Regions from separate parts of the Zea mays genome. Here region 2 is linked to region 1. The links are chromatin contacts, called in public Hi-C maps. All regions are on one chromosome and are shown on one strand. Each heading gives the region's core, a stretch centred on a gene start, on an enhancer-like site or on the middle of the called end of the contact. The rest is flanking DNA. Distances are from core to core; before and after follow the strand shown. Region 1 holds the start of LOC103626279 (heat shock 70 kDa protein 16). Region 2 holds the start of LOC100216983 (beta-1,3-galactosyltransferase sqv-2).

What was found. Hi-C and Micro-C count contacts between places; a contact is called where the count stands out from the background.
Region 2: a Hi-C map of leaf shows a contact between it and region 1, with 2.7 times the contacts expected there. The contact joins the promoter of LOC100216983 here to the promoter of LOC103626279 in region 1. A contact is called at or near these places in 2 of 25 Hi-C or Micro-C datasets (leaf and tassel).

The regions. Positions count from the first base shown.
Region 1 is chr5:42,843,733-42,846,432 of Zm-B73-REFERENCE-NAM-5.0, reverse strand. LOC103626279 (heat shock 70 kDa protein 16) reads left to right here and starts at 1,309. Exons shown (of 9, transcript XM_008646666.3): 1 at 1,309-2,700. The coding sequence starts at 1,547.
Region 2 is chr5:43,014,531-43,017,230 of Zm-B73-REFERENCE-NAM-5.0, reverse strand. LOC100216983 (beta-1,3-galactosyltransferase sqv-2) reads left to right here and starts at 1,345. Exons shown (of 11, transcript NM_001143362.1): 1 at 1,345-1,633. The coding sequence starts at 1,533.

The DNA.
Region 1 (2,700 bases), core at 60-2,559:
TGCAGATAGGAGGTAAACATGCAGCAATTAAAAGGAAGTTGTTCTAGGTTTGCCTATTCATATAGTTGCTTTTGTGTTTGTTTGACTGCATATATCATGCATGGCTATGTGACAGAACTATTGATGATGGACTTTAGAGGTTGTTTGAACTTGTTTGCCGTTTAGGCACATTCATGGTAAATGATGGTCACCTCTTTGGTGGGGGAGATAAATCACACTTTCACTAATAGCTGGTCCAACTTAGATTTGAAAAACACCGCCAGCTGATAATACAGTTTTGAAGAAAAGCATATTATCATTCATTTTATTCACAGTGATAATGATAAAAAGATCATCGTTTGTTTTCATGTACGTGAATGTTTTTGCGTTGTACTGTATATTGTTACTTGTAAACAATATTTATTTAACATTTGTTCAAGTACCAAATTATGACAAGATTATGTCTGGCTTATGCACAATAGCTGAGGATTAAAATTTGCATTACCTAGAACTATTTTGAGAAAAAAGTTCTTTGGAGAAGTATATCTTCCATGTCACTTACAGAATAGAGTGTTAAAAATGATCCTAAATGTTGATGCCTTACTGCCTTAGTAACGCCAACAAAATTCCATTGTGTGTTCCTGATTTGAGGACTAAGACATTAATCAGTTCAAGTAGTACCATTTTGTGTTATCGAGTGAAAGCCAAGAATAGTGTAAATTTGACCACATGCCTTACTGCGAGAAAGTTTGACCACATGCATGTCAAAGCCAAGAATAGTGTAAATTTTAGAAAACAGTTTACTTGAGGTACCTCATAGTCATATGGATAGATAATAAGGACATTCGATATCTGGTACTTGTGAATTAGAAGATTTCATATGCCAATTTTTTTTGGTGGATGGAACATGACACATGTATTTATGGAGCTTTTATACTCACATTCTTGTATTTGTTGTTTGTAGCCTCGACAAACCTGGAGTTTGAACACATGACAGATGATGTGCTCACTTTTTTGGATGAAGAGATGCATTTATAGTTCACTGCGTTAGGTTTATATACATAATTATGTGGATTGGCCGGACTATAGCTCCCAATACTATATATATACCTCCCGTTATGGTTTGTCCTTATGCGGCGTCTTACTCCTGTTTTTCCTTGTGCTGAATGGATGCCTTTCTGTGCTGGATAGTGTGTTGGATAGGGCGCCCGAATGGGCGCCACCTGATCTAGTATAGTTTAAAAGGGAAACAAACACACACTAAATTAAATGCTAGTTCGAATTTGTTGGATTACGTATCAAACACAGCTCAAAATTACTAAGGAGCCGAGAGAAAAAAGGGCCGAGCCACGTCCCCGCAGTAGGCAAAAGAAACCGGCCCTACGTGTCGGCGACAGCCGAGTAAGCACGGGCCGGCTCCTCCTCGCCCAACAACCACCGCGGCGTGCGCCGACCGTACCCTCTCCCTCCGGCGCACCGCTCTGGTTCATCTCCAACTACATCCACCGCGCCCCAAATCGCACCCCGCCTCCCCCATTCGCGCCGATCGAACCCCAAATCGGTGGCGATGAGCGTGGTCGGCTTCGACGTCGGCAACGACACCCTGGTGGCGGCGGCGGCGCGGCAGCGGGGCATCGACGTGCTCCTCAACGCCGAGTCCAAGCGCGAGTCCCCCGCCGCCATCGCCTTCTCCCGCAACGCGCGCCTCATCGGCTGCCACGCCGCGTCCGCCTCGTCCGCGCACGCCCCCTTCTCCAGCGTCAAGCGCCTTCTCATGGGCGCCACGGGGAGGCACCCGGACTCCTCCCTACTCCGCGACCTGTCCCGCCTCCCCTTCCCCGCTGCCGTCGGTGGCGGCGCTGTCGTCCACGCCGACCACATCGGCCGCCGCATCGCGCTCTCGCCGACCCACCTCCTCTCCATGCTGCTGGCCTACCTCAAGCAGCTCGCGGAGGCCGACCTCGGCGGCGCCCCCGTAGCCGACTGCGTGATCTCCGTGCCCTGCTACTTCACTCAAGCGCAGCGCCGAGCCTACCTCGACGCCGCCGCCATCGCGGGGCTCAGGCCGCTCCGCCTCATGCACGACCTCGCCGCCACCGCGCTTGGCTACGGCCTCTACCGCTCCGACCTCGGCGGCTCCGGGGGTCCCACCTGTGTCGCGTTCGTGGACGTCGGCCAATGCGACACACAGGTCGCGGTCGTCTCTTTCGACATGTCGGGGATGAAGGTGCTGTCTCACGGGTTCGATGCAGACCTCGGGGGCAGGGACTTCGACGAGGTGCTGTTCGAGCATTTCGCCGAGGAGTTCAAAGACAGGTACATGATTGATGTCACAGGAAATGTCAAGGCCAGTATGAGGTTGAGGGCAGCCTGTGAGAAGGCGAAGAAGGTTCTGAGCGCGAACGCGGAGGCTGTGGTGAACATTGAGTGCCTGATAGAGGAGAAGGATGTGAGGGGGGTGATCCGAAGGGAGGACTTCGAGAAGCTATGTGCCAGGCTGCTGGAGAGGGTTGTTGAACCTTGCAACAGGGCGGTGACAGATTCAAGGATTGGATTGGAGAGGCTGCATTCTGTGGAACTCGTTGGGTCAGGTTCTCGTGTGCCTGCCATTGCCAAGGTGCTTAAGGAATTCTTCAGAAAAGAACCTAGTCGCACACTCAATTCAAGTGAGTGTGTGGCTCGGGGGTGTGCATTACAATGTGCAATGCTTAGTCCTACGTT
Region 2 (2,700 bases), core at 96-2,595, 170 kb before region 1:
ATTTAAAAGTTTATTACTTACGTGGCACGGTGTTTCAGGGAAGATCCGCAAGTTACAAGAGAAAGGAACATCACTAATTGTTGCCTTAACTAAGACTGATTAAGACATGTACGATGGATTTCTTGAGCCGTGTCTTCGAGTGTGTCTAATGTGGTAAATATAAAAAAACTCAAGTCATGTATCTTGATGAACACTCTCTGTTCGAGACAGATGAATAACTGATTGGTCAATTTAATTTATTGATTGCTCTGATTGGTGTAATAAATATAGATACACATGTTTTAGACATGTCCACTGTATTATATTGTGTATTAGCTGTCTTATACTTGGAGTACCGTGCAAATGTACATGCCCTTATAATCAAACTCCATATATTTTCAGTAATCACATTTCATCATCAAATGATCAATAATAGAGTATAATAAATTGGTAGTGATAATAAACAGACAATGGAAATAAATAGACGGAGTAAAACAACTGTTCTGATTGTAAGTCAACATCGAGCAGAGAATTTGCACATCTCTTTATTTCAGAGCTAGACCTACATAGATAACATTGCTTGAAGAAGTGACCATACATTCGATGCACCCCTAAGAGATATGCATGAGTTTTTTTTTCAAATTAAAATAAAAGAAATAGCGCTGACGAATTAGATTGTGCCACATCAACAACCGTATGCCGCTACTGATCGCGTCTGATCGGTAGCTGTGCTGCTCAAATGTGTCGGTCGATATCGACCGACCTTGCATCACTCCAATCGTTGTTATTCGTCTCGACTAGTCGACCGACCGAGTCTATCTCCTGCCGTCTCTGTAGTGGTCGATACCTATAGCTGACTACAACACGACAGAGGTAGGTAGGTATCAACTCCACTAGATCCACAATGAGATCCTCTACCGTCACTTCATCTATAGTTGGCTCATGATACGTAAACTCGGCACGCAGCAGAAAAATAACCGTAGATCATTTTGCTTCTACTGGATCCAGCCTAACAGTAATGGCCAAACAGGAATAAAAATTATAATAAACTAATGGCAGTTAAGTAAGGCACAGTTTAAAAACAACCCAATAAAAAAATTGGGTTTTATCTTTTAGTTAGTAGAGGTCAACTTCTTAGTTTTTAAAAAATAGAGAATTATATAAACTAAATTATAAATTATTATATTTATAATCAACTCAATTTTTATAAATCAGTTTTTTAAAAACTGAATGCTTTCGAATAGGTCCTAAACTCTGTAATTTTTAATGGCAATCGAGGAACCATTTCAATGGCTCCGAGGGAATTCTGTCTTTACTCAAAGCAGAGCAGGCAAGCTGTACCCTGCGTTGTCGGTGGCCGCCTCCCGCCCGCGCACATGGGTGTCATGGGGCGTAGACCGTGGCGGCCTCAGCTCCGGTCTCCGGGATTAAAGAATCCAGGTCATGGCTTCCTCGCGCCGTGGGCGTCCATGTCCTGCTGCTGCCGCCGCGGGACCTGAGAGGAGAAGGACGAGGACGAGGTGGTGGTTGGCGGCGTCGCGCCGACGGCGGACATGGGTTGGAGGCGGGGAGGAGGCGCGGATGGCGTGGCCAGGAGATGGGTGCTGCTGCTATGCGTCGGGAGCTTCTGCCTCGGCCTGCTCTTCACCGACAGGTATATTCCGTTGCTCGCTCCACGAAATCTTGACTTGGAGAGTTCATCCTGTCCACACTTGTGCCTCGTTCTGTACGCTCCTCAGCGCTCCTAGGATGGAAGGGATGGATGTGGGTAAGATCCGTGTGTTGCTGGTCAACTGCATTCTGCGGTTTGGGGCTGCAGGGGGAATGTTGGTTGCTTGGACTCTGAACCCGCACTGTGTACCTCAACTTGTGAGTCGTGAGTCGCGGTACTTGAGCTCCCTGAGTTCCTTGAGAGTGTTGCTAATTTGGGAACTGCGAGAGAGTGCTCAGATGCTCACGGATTCAAGAATTCAGACTCTGTCAGCGCTATTATTCTGGCTCGTTTGTTCATACTGGCGCTGAGCCCACCTGTGTGCCAATGACCCTGCACATTTAGGTTCAGTGGCGGAGAACAGAAAAAAATAAGGTATATCAAACTTGATACATATAGATTGTAAAATAATATCTCTTATCGTAATATGTCGTGTTGGTAAAAATGTTTAGAATAAATAGAATTATTTTTTTCTCGAACGAGCGCAGGAGGAATAAATAAAATTATAGAAAAATACAAGTGAAGTCAAGAAACCATACAACGAGTAAGCTTCAATCACATCTAGGCGAGCTATGCAATTGCATTTGCATATCTTTCTTTTTGTGAAACCTTTTCTTGATCTTCTCAAGAATCAAGATCAACTCCTTTGAATATTTCTCGCTCGTAGCACACACATCATTAAGCCAAACTTCCAATTGTTAATTCCCAATGCTTTGAAAGTGCCAAATATGCATTCTTTCAATTGTTAAATCCCGATGTTGTAAAGACATCATATCCAAATTTGTCATCCATCCGATCATGCATGAAAAGGTATCAATAAAAGCAATAAGCCATATCTTTCTCTTCTCTTCACACGGTATTCATGCCAACAATATTGCTTGAACCATGTTTTCTAAAGGAACCTTTTCGTCTTTGATTTAGGGAAATTATAACCAATTGTTTGAGTTGGATCCTTGTCTATGAAAGCTCTATTAACTCTGAACTAATGTTAATATACGAAGCCACGGATC